Regions from separate parts of the Mus musculus genome. Here region 1 is linked to region 2. Evidence: chromatin contacts called from public HiChIP or PLAC-seq data. All regions are on one chromosome and are shown on one strand. Each heading gives the region's core, a stretch centred on a gene start, on an enhancer-like site or on the middle of the called end of the contact. The rest is flanking DNA. Distances are from core to core; before and after follow the strand shown.

The links. HiChIP or PLAC-seq counts read pairs in DNA pulled down with a chosen protein or histone mark.
Region 1: a contact with region 2 is called in an H3K4me3 HiChIP or PLAC-seq map of bone marrow-derived macrophages, with 5 times the contacts expected there. The contact joins the enhancer-like site here to the promoter of Tmf1 in region 2. A contact is called at or near these places in 2 of 39 promoter capture datasets (hippocampal neurons and second pharyngeal arch cranial neural crest) and 5 of 115 datasets of contacts at active chromatin or transcription factors (the NIH/3T3 cell line, astrocytes, bone marrow-derived macrophages and 2 more).

What each region holds. Positions count from the first base shown.
Region 1 is chr6:97,993,351-97,997,238 of GRCm38.p6, forward strand. It overlaps Mitf (melanogenesis associated transcription factor), which reads left to right. Exons shown (of 10, transcript NM_001113198.1): 3 at 1-4; 4 at 1,031-1,114; 5 at 3,024-3,119. Among named protein-coding and RNA genes, the nearest start is that of Mitf, 190 kb to the left of the region's middle. Within about 2 kb of position 2,226, at least 34 of the 459 cell types and tissues checked have an H3K27ac peak or open chromatin away from gene starts, as enhancers often do. A contact at or near this core is called in bone marrow-derived macrophages, where this site is marked.
Region 2 is chr6:97,177,449-97,181,229 of GRCm38.p6, forward strand. Tmf1 (TATA element modulatory factor 1) reads right to left here and starts at 1,676. Exons shown (of 17, transcript NM_001081111.2): 1 at 1,434-1,676. The coding sequence starts at 1,575.

The sequences.
Region 1 (3,888 bases), core at 976-3,475, 820 kb after region 2:
AGAGGTAATTCACGTCTCCTCTTCTCCTCTGTTTCTTACATTCCATTAACTGTCTGTGGGATACTCCTCTCGCCCTTAGCAATGGACTGTCTTTTGTCCACCTGGTCATTGTCACCAACCTCTGTCCTAGATCTACTGGTGTGACCGTTTATATTTCAGCCTTCGGTCACGAAGACTAGGTTACTGGGTTTATTGCACACGACAGGAGACCTGACTTGCTCTAAGCAGAACGTGGAGGCGAGGATGCTTCCGTAACTCCCATCACCGTCCTTAGATGAGTGTTTTCTTCCCTTCTATGCCTTCCAATTTGTGAAGCAGCGAACATACAGACAGGAGAAGGGGAAAGTGGAAAGGGAAAGCAAAAATAGAAAAGGCGTGCGGCGGCAGGAGGCTTAGGAGCTCTGCTTGCTGTGAATGTCTGGGATATTATTTTTATGTTTCATGGAGTTGGAGAAAGAAAAAACATGGAGCAGGTATGGGTGGATTTGAATGGTATGGCATATGAGGCTTTTAAAGAAAGATCAAGGCTTATTACAGCATCCAGTCGGTCTCAAAATGAATGGCTGCCTGGTGACACTGGTCTGGGCAGAGGGACAAAGACTTAGTCCCTCTGGTGACTGAAATAACCCAAAAGTTGTGTGACAGTCACTTGTGAACTCACATTAACACTTCCATACTTAGTAGGACCTTACTAAAACGAGACTCGAGTTCTCATAATTTGGGAATATCAGACACTGAATCACAGCAGCACCCCTGTCCAATTTATGCTCCAAATTTTGATACAAAAACTAGCGTGAGGGTTGGAGTCTTGTCTCTAATCTGGCCTCTACCAAAGCACATACTTCTTATCCACCCATATCTGCCATATGCTTCACCCATGTCTCCCACCATTATTGTGCTCCTTGGTTAGCATCTGCTTGTTTGAGAGTTCCATCCATCACATTGCTATGGCACTAACATCCTGTGAATGTGTTGCTGAAAGGCGTTTGCAAATCCGAGTCATGGACTGTCTCTGCTTCTGTTTCTGCAGGCATTTTATAAGTTTGAGGAGCAGAGCAGGGCAGAGAGTGAGTGCCCAGGTATGAACACGCACTCTCGAGCGTCGTGCATGCAGGTACTGAATGGCCGGGCAGGCCAAGGATGTAACACTTGATAATGAGTGAGAATCTATATTTGTGAATGATCGCAGCTCCTGATGACTTCAGGACCTCCTTTCCTCCCATTGATACTTTTTTGATAGAAGGATCTATGAACAGACCTATTTTCTTCATAGTAACTCATGAATGACTAGGTAACAACTAAGAAGATTAAATATGTGTACCCTTTAAGTTTCCCACAGTCATACGGAGAGGGAAATATCCATAGATTGTCGTAAAAAATGCAGGATGATTTAGTTAATGTGCATAAATCTCCAGCACCTTTTGTATAGCATTGTACCAGCCTTCTAAGATATATTTTTGAAACCAAGCTGTGCCAATCTCTGCATTGTTTTCTAAATGGAACCTCCTGTTCTCTGTATTATGAAGCTTCAGTAAGCTAATAATAGCTCACAAGCACTTCCCCAAGGATCTGAAGATCATTATTTAAATTCTATTTAGCGAATAAATGGAAGCATTTATTTATGTATTTATGTGCTTATTCAGATGTATGGGATAGAATATAATACAAACAACAAAATGGTTTCTTTGCCTTTATATATATGCTAAAGTATATACTATTTTAATGATACATTAAGGACACTAATTTTGTTCCCCTAAAACTAAAGTCAAAATTTATAAAGAAAAGTGGTTTATATGTCTCCAGCCTATTTTCTTATTCATCAACCCAGTCAAAAAGCCATGTATTGCAAATAAATAAGCTGATATGCCAGGAACGAAAACTAACATGAAGTATACTAGCTCTATTCAAACCTGACCACCAGTTATTTTTTAGAGAAATCACTTGCTATGACTCATTCTTTAGATCAGACGTTATAGTATATTCCAATTTTCTGAGCATTTTGGAAGGTTTCTCCTGAAATCTCATCTGTCCCCAGTGAGACAATATATGCTATTGTCCCCATTGCGTAGATTGGCATACTGAGATTTCTGAAGACTGGAGGCGTTGCCCTTGATCCAGGAAGAGGGTGAAACTAGATTTGAACCCAATGCGCATAATGCTGGAGTCTCACCTCTTTAATGGGAGGTACACATGAACACAGGGGTGCCCTGGGCATTTACAGAGTTCACTGAGAATCCGTACAGCACTCTTCAGACCCAGGCACAAACACATCAGCCGGGAAGGAGCACACGGTGTTTACAAGGAAATGTTTCCGCAGACTCCACCACTGCTGCAATGCGTGTGTAATCACCGTTGTTTATGATGCTAACTGGTGTTTTGGTACTTCAGCAATAAAATTGATCTAGAGGGAATGTCAGCTCCACAGCCGTAATGATAACCTCGTCCTAGTGCGTTCCTCTGGGAGCACCAGACTCACTGGCAGCTGTACAAAGAGGTGTTTTCCTTGCAAGTGACTACAATCCAGCCAGTGGTCAGGGGCCCCACTGGAAAGCAAGGGCCATGAACCAGCTATATTTCCTTTTTCTAGAAGGCTGTGGGAAAGGAAAAGGGAAGTGGTAGCTTTGTGCAAGAGGGGCTTCCTGGCTCATCTTTCCAGTGTCAAGTGTTCAACAGAATCACAGCCCAGCTGTGCTCGTGGTGTGGCTTTAAGCTGCTTCTCATCACTGCACCTGAATAGTGGCTACCCTGCTAGTAGCCCTGCTCCCCGACTTCAGGGTGATAATGCACTGGAAGGAAACACCCAGGCTCAGCTCTTGCTGCCTACTAATGGCTGAAATGCTAGCTGTGAAGTGGAGTTTTCATCACCGAGTCCTGTTAGTGGGTTTCACTAATATCCTGATTTTACTTGGGGAGAGAATACTTTCACTTCTTAGACTCTGTTGCTTTAGGTAAGAAAGGACCAAGAACGTCCTTTAGGGGGTGGCCTTACACCTGTTTCTCATTGTGGCTCTTTTTATCTACAGATGGATGATGTAATTGATGACATCATCAGCCTGGAATCAAGTTATAATGAAGAAATTTTGGGCTTGATGGATCCGGCCTTGCAAATGGCAAATACGGTACCGATGGCCTTTTTAAAAAATTTTTGTTTTCCAAGAAAACCTTGAGGTCATTCTCTGTTCATTCTCTTCTCCCCACCCTGCCCTCCATCCCTAGAACTCAGTTTATTCACAAGGATTCTTTGAAAAATTTATTAGTAATCAAATGGGAAAAGGAGTAAGTAGTTTTGACATCAGAAATTAAGAAGCTTGCTCGAGTTTATCACGAGCACTATAATTAAGCTCTGTGTGCAGGAGTGCAACCTCTCTCTCCCTCTCTCTTTGTGTGTGTGTGTGTGTGTGTGTGTGTGTGTGTGTTTGTACAGGTATACACGTACACAGGTGTATATGCAAAACTGTGCCCATGTATGTAGAAAGCAAATGTCCACCTTGGACGGATGTCATTGCTCAGATGCTGTCTGGCTTAGCAGTTTACCTTGGATAATGTACCGTACATTATCACCCTGGAGGAGAGGGGTGCTAGATAATGTACCGTACATTATCACCCTGGAGGAGAGGGGTGCTAGCAGGGAGCCACTGTCCAGAGGGGTCCTTTGGTATACAGCCCCTAGGATCTGCCTGGTTCTTCTCTCTCAGAGCCAGGATCACTAATTTGTACCAACGGGGCTGGGCTTTCATTGTGGGGGTGGGGGTGGGGTGGGGCTGGGAATTGGACTCACTCAAGCTTTGTGCCTGCAGGAGCAAGCACTAAAACAAACTGAGCTACCTCCCCAGGCCCCTTTTGATAAAGTGTTAAACATTTTCACTTTTGATAAAAAAAAAGTTCCAC
Region 2 (3,781 bases), core at 426-2,925:
GTCTTTTTCAAAAATCATAATTAAACTGATGAGAACAGTGAGTTCTAGTGAATGAATTCACTTTTATGTACTTAATGACCAGTCTGCAAGTTCCCCTCTCTTAAACCCCAAATTATTTTTTCCACATTTTTTAAGATAGCAAAATTACCAAAACTCTGCAATTAGAAGCTTATGGAAAGGGTACACAGACTTCCTGAGGAAGAAAAAAAAAAAAAAAACAACTCAAGAAGCCCTTTAATAAAATCTGCCTCTTAACGTGATTCCACAGCTATGAGGAATGAAGAGTGTTGGGGAAACTGAACTGGGAACAGAGTTTTACATTTATTTGTTCAGTGTGTGAAACCAGAAAACAAAGCTTAAGGCAAGATTAGGTCTTCGAGGTAGCTAATTAGCATCCTCACGGATACCAGGGTTTAACTTTGCCTCTTGAAAAATGTGGTACAAAATTATAGTAACCACACATCCACTTAAACTATTCCTATTCTTCAGACCCATGTTGTTTTGTAATCTAAAACACAACAGATGATCAATGAAAATAGCATTCAAGAAAGCATATTCCATTTCAGACAACCTGCCCTCTAAAATAAATTATACAGCACTATCCATGTCTCAGATTTCGCCCGGGGCGGGGGATAATGAGTATCTTTTTATTTGAAACATCTGATCTTAAGTTTAGTAACTCCAGCTCTGGGGTCCAACCACAAAAAGGCGAGCTTCCCAATAGCAAGGTGCCACAGAGAATGAAATAAGATCACGATATATCTACAGTCATACATAAACTACGTTATCAATGATTCAACTTAGGTCCCGAGTTTTCAACAATGTACATCTAAAACCAGAAACCACAGTTAACTTTCATCCAAAGGTTTGCCCCAGTGTCTGTTGCTACACACGAAAAGTGCTCCAGACTCCCTTAGACGTAAAGACACAAGCAACCGAATAATCCTGGAAAGAGTAATTTCAGTTCATCTGAAAGATCTGGTGCTGCAAAAAGGGCTACAGTTGGGAACTCTTGGAGCACAAATTCTCTTGGGACTCTGCCCCGTACAGACTGTGCCTCACCTGGAGAAAGTTATGCATTCTGAGTTTCGGTTAGCTCCTCTGTAGAACACGGGGTCTACCATCCCTGACTCGGGTTGTTTTGAGACGGTGAACTTTTTGTAAACAAAGTCTTTTGTGTTCCTTAAACGCTTCCCGCGGGGCTCCGGGACTGGGGATTTACAAGGCTCGGACCTAGGGCGCCAAGGCGGAAGACGCCTAGCAATTGGGGATCTGGGGCTGTGCTCCTGACTCTGTAGTCAGGGGCCTGGGGCCAGGACCAGAGCTCGAGCTGACACCTGAGGTCAGCAGGACCCGCACCGGGGCCGAGGCGTGCGGGACTGGGGTCCGACAGCAGGCAGGCAGGCAGGCGCGACACCCCGGGACCCGCTTACCCGGCTCGCCGTACGGGATGGCCTCGGCCCAGGCGCTCGGCTCCTCCTCCTGGATGTCCAGGACCCTGTCGATGGACTTCTGGGCCTGGGACAGGGCCTGCTTGGCGAAGCTGGACAACTGCGAGGCATTGAACCAGCTCATGGCCCCTCCTCAGCGCCGGCTCCGGCCGGCTCCGGCGGCCTCAGCGGCGGCCCCGGCCCCACCGCCTCCCGCGGCCGCGCGGCGCTGCGAGCCTTCCGCACAGCTGAGCCGGGCCCCGCCGCGCATGCGCCGCCCTTCCACGTACACAACCACCAGATCCGGGAGCCGAGTTCCGCCCAGACGGAAGGACGGAGGCGGTAGCGTGAAGCCACATCCGGGAGCGGAGCGGAGCCCTTAGTTACCAGCCGCCTCTGGGCTTCATGGCCGTTCTCAACTGAGGGACGCGATCTGCGCCGAGGCCCAGACCTCCGGGAGCGACCAGAGCCGCGTGTGCCTCGCTATAATCCCGGCGGCTAGGCCTCACACTTATTAATCTTGGTACTCAAAAAGTAGTTGGCCAGTTCTCGCCTGGCCTGGATGTCTATGCCTGACTTGATGGGCACGGTCCCCAGGTCCTGGAACATTAACAGATGAAACCACCTCCCTCTCAACCTAATTCTGTCATCTGAATGGCGTTCATCAGCACACTCCTATGTTAAGAGGTGGGGCTTTAAGGAACTTTCTGGGTCACGAGATGACTGTGACACCCACGGGAAAGAGATGAATGCCCTATTAAGAGGTGCCTACGCCCTCTCAAGCATAACATACCAAGGTCACGCCAGCCATGAACTAGAAATAGATGGCTCTCATCAGCTGTGCTCGTCTTGGACCTCCCAGTCACAAGAACAGTAAAAATCAAGTTTCTGTAGCCTATGAGCCAGCCACTTTATGGCAGTTTGTAACAGCGGTTTGGATGGGTTAAGCCACTTGGCAAGCAATAAAATATTAACCCATCAGTACATACTGTGCACACTGCCTAAAAGATACAGCTTGTATGCTCTCTTTCCCACACTTGGTCATGGGAGAAAATTTAAAGTCGATGGCCTTCCTTGTCCAGTCAGCAGCTGTTTGGTTTGGTTCTAATAATGCTAAAGAAAAATTTTCTACCAGCATTTAAAGGCTAAATTTAATTCAAGCATTAGCCCTTTGTGAAAAGAGACTCCTACCCTACACAAAGAACCACGGGTACTTAAGGAATGCCGAAGCTAGGAATGGGGTAAATCTTCCCCTGGGAAGGTTACACACTACCAAATGAGCAGCCCCGAAATCATCATACAGACTGAGGGTTGTACTAATTAATGCATTTGAGAACGCATATGTATACACACTTATATACTTAACAGTTAATAAAAGAGACTTAATTTGAGAGAGAGCAATAGAGGTCTATGAAAAAGTTTAGAGGGACGGAAGGGAAAGGGGAAATGTAATTTTATCCCCCAAAACATTCCCTAGGACTACCAGAACTACTAACAGGATGGCTTAAAATGACAGAAATGCTTTTGTGGTTTGGAGCCAGAAGTCTGAAGTTGTTCACTGGAGCTGTCCTCCCTCTGAAATCTTCATGGAGAATGCACCATGCTTCTCCTAGCTTCAAGTCTGCAGTCAATCCTTTTGTTCCCTGGGTACAGGTACAGCACTCCATTGTCTAATCTTCCTCCCACATCCCTCTCACCTCTTCTAATAGGGATGCCTACCTTATCAGATTGGGTCCTCTGTATTATATCTGCAATGACTCTATTCTAATTAAGGAAGGGAGGGAGGGAGGGAGGGAGGGAGGGAGGGAGGGAGGGAGGGAGGGAGGGTTAGTTGCATCCTAAAGGGCTTAAGAGCCCTATTCTGGTTCAGAGCTGGCATTTGGTAGTATGTACATTCTGTTTTAAAGGGCAATGGCACCATCCTTAGACCTCTTAATAGGGTGCTAATCCTTTTTCCACGGGTGTCACCTAGTGACAAAGAATGACTGAACTAAAATTTCCTTTGACAATTATTTTCACACAATTTTCCATGTATCTGCCAACTCATTCTAAGAGCTCTGTACAACACATTATCTGCCTGCTCCCTGAGTATCTGTTTTGCACTGCAAGAAGCTAAGCTATAAGACTTTTCCTTAACAACAAAAAATTTCATATCCATGGCAAGTTATCTTCCAGTAACTTTATCCCACAGTATTGCAATTTTGAGCATGTTAATGACAGACTTGTGGCTAGAGGATGCTTCTGTTGAACCCAGGTCCTAGTTCTTCGAAGATCTATGTGTACCTGAAAAGAACGAAGTGGGGAGTGGGGGTTGTCACAGAAGGAAATCCAGAAGACAAAGCTGAGCCTGA